Linked DNA regions of Hordeum vulgare: region 1 is linked to region 2. The links are chromatin contacts, called in public Hi-C maps. All regions are on one chromosome and are shown on one strand. Each heading gives the region's core, a stretch centred on a gene start, on an enhancer-like site or on the middle of the called end of the contact. The rest is flanking DNA. Distances are from core to core; before and after follow the strand shown. Region 1 holds the start of LOC123444226. Region 2 holds the start of LOC123440158 (transcription factor MTB2-like).

Region 1 (2,700 bases), core at 76-2,575, 140 kb after region 2:
AAGTCACAGAGAATAAGATGACATGTGTCTCAAATCCTAGCAATAGGAATAGAAAAAGAGATGTCCTTTGATCCATTTCTTCCGTGGGTCTAGGCTAACATTTATTTTTCTATGAAATGTGAAGGATCGAAATGATTCCTCCGTAGAAATAGGATTTTACTTCTCCGAACCAAATGAATGTTTTTATTTCTCTAAACCTAAACCAAAGGAGGCCTCAATTATTTTAGAAGGGGGTAGTATTTTTTATGTTGATGATGTGTTTGATCTTGATGCGTATGGCATGATTTTTGTTCAGTACATTTATGGCTCTCTGCATCCCAATGTGCAGATCGGGTGAGTCTGGTCCCCATTTCCAGAAAAGAAAAATGCATTCTTCAAGAATAACCTATTTGTTCAAGCATTCATCAACATAAAATGGCTGACCACACCTGCAGAGTGCTTTTTATGCTTTTAGGCTGGTTGTAATATGGAGTATCATATATTAGTATTATGCATATTACACCCGTAATTCATAGTATCATATGTTAGTATCATAAAATATGTTATTTATTACTCCCTCCGTTCCTAAATATAAATCTTTTAAGATATTTCACTAGGAGTATACATACGGAGCAAAATGAGTGAATCTACACTCTAAATTATGTCTATATACATCCGTATGTAGTCCACTAATGAAACCTTTTTAAAGACTTATATTTAGGAACGGAGGGAGTACCATGCATGACACATAGTAACACACCATTTAATATGATACATTATCATGATATGATACTGAACCCTCTCTGTCTTCATTTAATTTTATGCCACCTCATCAAGATAATCTATTTGACATGCATGATACTCCCTCCGTTCCTAAATATAAGACCTTGTAGAGATTTCACTAGAGGCTACATACGTAACAAAATGAGTGAATCTATACTCTATAATATGTCTATATACATCCGTATGTAGTTTATAGTGAAATCTCTAAAAGGTCTTATATTTAGAAATGGAGGGAGTACTACCTATAATACTCTCATTACGACTTTATAGTGGAATCTCTAAAAGGTCTTATATTTAGAAATGGAGGAAGTACTACCTATAATACTTTCATTACGACTATATAGCCTTATAAAAGAAAAAGAAATGTGTGGGGAAGAACAGAAATTGGCAAGTGCCTTTTGTTTATGGTAAAAATTGCCAGGTGCCTGCCATCCGAAGATCCCCGCCAAACCAACGAAAAATCCCACCTCCACGCGGCCCCGCGGCGGTCAAGGTCAATGCCCCTCCCCTCCTCCCTCCCCTCCCGCACGCGAATCGACAAACGGAAGCGTTGAAGAAGGCGGGGCGAAAGCGCCGCTCACGCGTCACGGAAATCCCACCCGCAAACAAACGGTTGTGTTTCTCACCAACAAGTCTCCTCCCCTTCCCCTTGGCGGTAGCCCCCTTTCCAATCTACCTCACCAACGCGGAGAGGAAGAAGCATCTTCTTCTAATACTTCTATAGCCAGCCCCGCCGGCCCCCCGACGGAGCCGATTCGATTCGATCCCCTTCGAATCTAGCCGTGGTGCTGCGGCGCGCGGGGACACGGAGGGCCGGCGAAGATGCACAGGAGCAAGGGGAAGCTGTCGGGCGTCCTGAGCAAGGGCTTCAAGCCCGACAAGTGGTCAGTCCAGATCGTCCCTGCTCGCGTATTCTTGCTTCTTCTTTCCTTTCCCCGTTGGTTTCCGCGGGGTGCGAAATTGAACGCTTGTTGTTGTTGTTGTTGTTGTTGTTTTTGTGGCGTCTCAGCAAGATTGCCCTCAAGATGGCCATGGCGCGGATCAAGCTGCTGCGGAACAAGAAGGAGGTGCAGGTGCGCCAGATGCGCCGCGAGGTCGCGCAGCTGCTCGACGGAAACCAGGACCAGACCGCGCGCATCAGGGTAAGCCTCGATGTGTCTGTGTGAACTGAGTATCGGGCCAATGGTTGGTCGATTGTGCTAACTTATCTTCCCTGTTACATTATGCTATTGCCAATTTCTGTGCTCAAGTACGTCCGTCCGCTTGTCACAAAATTCTATGCTTCTGCCCGGCATTTTCTTCTACTACTGACCTATGCCATTTCCCCCACAGGTTGAACATGTCATAAGGGAAGAGAAGTTCATGCAAGCATATGACCTGATCGAAGTGTACTGCGAACTTATAGTGGCACGCATGTCCATTATTGATTCACAGAAGTAAGCCAAGTTTATATTTCTTGACTGTAAACCAGTACCTACTGCTCCATGTCTTTATCTGATGTCTGTCTGAAATTGCTTTATTTTCATCTAGAGAAGCAGACACACGGTTTATAGTTTGAGAACTACCAGTTACTGTACATCTCATTTTTTAATTATTTGCATAGTTGATAGGGTAGGAGTTATCTTCTATCCATTATCAGCGAACTAGGGTATCGTTTCTCGGGTCATGAGTTACCTTTTATCTTTTTCCTGATCAGCAAATCATGATTTAGCTGGTCTCTTCCGAGCTTATAAAAACTGCTCCATATTATTCATGTAGAGTCTTTTCCTGGGTAATCTGAAAACTAAAGGGTGTTTGAATGATCACACTTTACCCTAACAAATATTGGCCATGACCAAAGTGCAGGCATGATTTTTTGGTGCCGGACAAATAATGGACTAAACATGGGTGAGCCAAAATTTGGCTCGGTCATGCTGACCAGGTAGTCATGCAAATAGG
Region 2 (2,700 bases), core at 102-2,601:
CGTCGAGCGCACCTGTCCTTCGGCGTGCCGCCAAGTAAGAGTATTTCTCTTTCACGCGCACATGCACAAACAGCGGAAGCGGTTGCTGCAGACACACGTCTCTCCGTGAAAACGTCATGTGTTCCCTTGAGCTGCGTGCGTGCGTGCATGCATGCTCGATTTGCTCTTATTGTCTTCTTCCCGGCCTGCAGATGAAATGAACGCAATCGTGCGGGCGGACGGGCGGGCATCGACCACTCGTGTTCCAAAACGATGGTGCTGGCATGGTCCACTCGAGTCCATCCTACGAGCAGTTGCCAACATTATCGAACTATACTTCTATCCGTGTACCAGCAATGTTTGGCCATTTTGGCTAGCCATTAACCAACCGTCTTCAGCTCCGGAAGTAAGAGCATCTATAATCGAATCATTTAAACCGTTTCAAACTCCCGGCAAATTGCTCGGTCATGGACCGATCACCGAAATTTGATTCAGATGGATCCCTTTAAGGACCTTAAATATCTCGGCTAATTGACATGCTTCATATTTAATTCAAATATGAAAAAAATATAAGGAGCTCGGACACGTTTGTCACCTTGGCCTGACCCCGGGGCCTCATGCAGATTCGTGTGAAAACCCGACGGTTTGATGGGTGCCTCGACCGTTGTCACGGTGTGAACGTCCCATGACGTTGCTCTGGCTCCTCGCCCGAGACCATTGCCGGCTATTTAAACCGGTCGACATCCCCAACCCTACCACATCTATCTCCTTCCTTTCATTGTCGCCATCCGAGCCTGTCAGTCATACACCCACGTCGTCGTCACTACACGATCGAGCATCGTCTCTCGCACCTTGAACAGGTCCGGATCCGAAGGGCCGCGGGACTACCTCTGGATTCGAAGGAGGATTTCGAGAAGGAGGAGGAGGTGGAGGAGGAAGAGGAGGAGGAGCTGGGTGAAGAGGAGGAGGAACAGGAGTCGGTGGAGGAGACGTCACCGCTGGATATAGATGGGGAGGACAAACAGTAGCCGGCAGAGGAGGTGCCGCCGCTGCATGTCACGGAGGAGGAGGCGTCGTCGATGAAGGAGGACATGGATATGTGACCAGAGCAGCAGGCCATCCCAAACTTCATTCGTTCGGAGTCGGCTCCGGAGGCCACGCGTCTTCGTTGACAGTTGATGAAGACAAAGCGGGTTGCGAAGGAGGCGGCACAAACGGCTCAGGCTCCGGCATAGGCGGCTCAAGCCGTGTGCGACGATGACAGAGAATAGTAAAGAGTAGTACGTAGGATATGTATTTTACATGATTTTGTATGGACCAAGATGATGAAAAATGAAAATAAGTTAAACGTGAACAAATAGATTTAAGACGTGATTGGTCAGTTAGACGTTTAAGGAGTCGAATTTACAAGTTGGACTAGATGCTCCAAGTGGGGAACCTAGAATTTGGAGCTAATGAGAGCCATCCGCCATGGAACCGCGTAGTACGCGCTCTGCGTTTGCCGTGCCATTTTCGGTGCGTGGGTGCACCGAGTTCCATTTTGCGTGCGATATGTGCCCTCTTCTGTCCAGCCATTCCCAAATCATTGATCGCCGGCCCGACCATCAAAAGGCACCGTCCGTGTATACACGGAGCTACTAGAAATGGTTCAACCGATGTAGCCGAACAAGCTACGCGCGCGATACATGCATGTGGCACAGTGGCAGCAGGTTCTCGGCATCTAGAACAGATTGACTCACTGCTCACCTTACTCAGTAGTACCATCTTCACTCGCTGCTCAGTACTGCATGCATCGCCAACATGATTCACGTGACACGGACGGCAACCAGACCAGTGTCCCGGTGCGCCGAACCTACCTGGCTCCTGTACCTTGGCTTGTCATACGGCCGCGTCTCGTTTTTAACGGGGCGCATCCACTCCACAGACCACACCACAGTTACTTGTAGTTGTAGGCTTGTAGTCAAGTGACCAACGCATTCGTCGCAACCGAGAAAAACAACTCCTTCGCGCACGTGATCTTCCTCTGTCATATCCAGGGCTGGAAGTCGGCTCCGGCTCGGCCCTATATAAAACAAGAGACGGTGAAACCACCAAGCCGACCGAGAGCATAACATAGCATAGCATAGCAACGCCACCAAAGTTGGCAGCGCAGCGGCAGCTTCTCGGCCGGGTCCATTTCTTCGACAGACCAACGCGCAGGACGACGCACGGCCGCATGTCGTGGTCTGACACGGACGCGGCGCTCTTCGCGGCCGTCCTGGGGCAGGACGCCGCGCACCACCTGGCCACCACGCCGCCGCACCTCGACGGTCCGGCCTCGTCGTCGCCCGAGCTGCAGGCGCGCCTGTGCGACCTCGTCGAGCGGGGAGGGGCCTGGACCTACGGCATCTACTGGCAGGAGTCCCGCGGCGGCCGCCCCGTGCTCGGCTGGGGCGACGGGCACTGCCGCGACGGCCCGGCCGAGGATGCCGGGGCCGCCACGGACAGGAGCCTGGCGCGTAAGCGCGCGCTGCTGCGGCTGCACGCGCTGTATGGCGGCGGGGACGAGGACGGCGCCGACTACGCGCTCCGCCTCGACCGGGTCACCGGCGCCGAGATGTACTTCCTGGCGTCCATGTACTTCTCGTTCCCAGGGGACGCCGGCGGGCCGGGTCGCGCGCTCACCTCCGGCCACCACGCCTGGGCCGCCGTCGATCCTCACCTTCCCGGCTCTGCGCCCGG

The links. Hi-C and Micro-C count contacts between places; a contact is called where the count stands out from the background.
Region 1: a contact with region 2 is called in a Hi-C map of seedling, with 3 times the contacts expected there. The contact joins the promoter of LOC123444226 here to the promoter of LOC123440158 in region 2. A contact is called at or near these places in 1 of 6 Hi-C or Micro-C datasets (seedling) and 1 of 1 datasets of contacts at active chromatin or transcription factors (embryo).

The regions. Positions count from the first base shown.
Region 1 is chr3H:455,641,526-455,644,225 of MorexV3_pseudomolecules_assembly, forward strand. It overlaps LOC123444226, which reads left to right and starts at 1,326. Exons shown (of 7, transcript XM_045120886.1): 1 at 1,326-1,646; 2 at 1,772-1,904; 3 at 2,095-2,198. The coding sequence starts at 1,585.
Region 2 is chr3H:455,500,356-455,503,055 of MorexV3_pseudomolecules_assembly, forward strand. It overlaps LOC123440158 (transcription factor MTB2-like), which reads left to right and starts at 1,352. Exons shown (of 1, transcript XM_045116729.1): 1 at 1,352-2,700. The coding sequence starts at 2,195.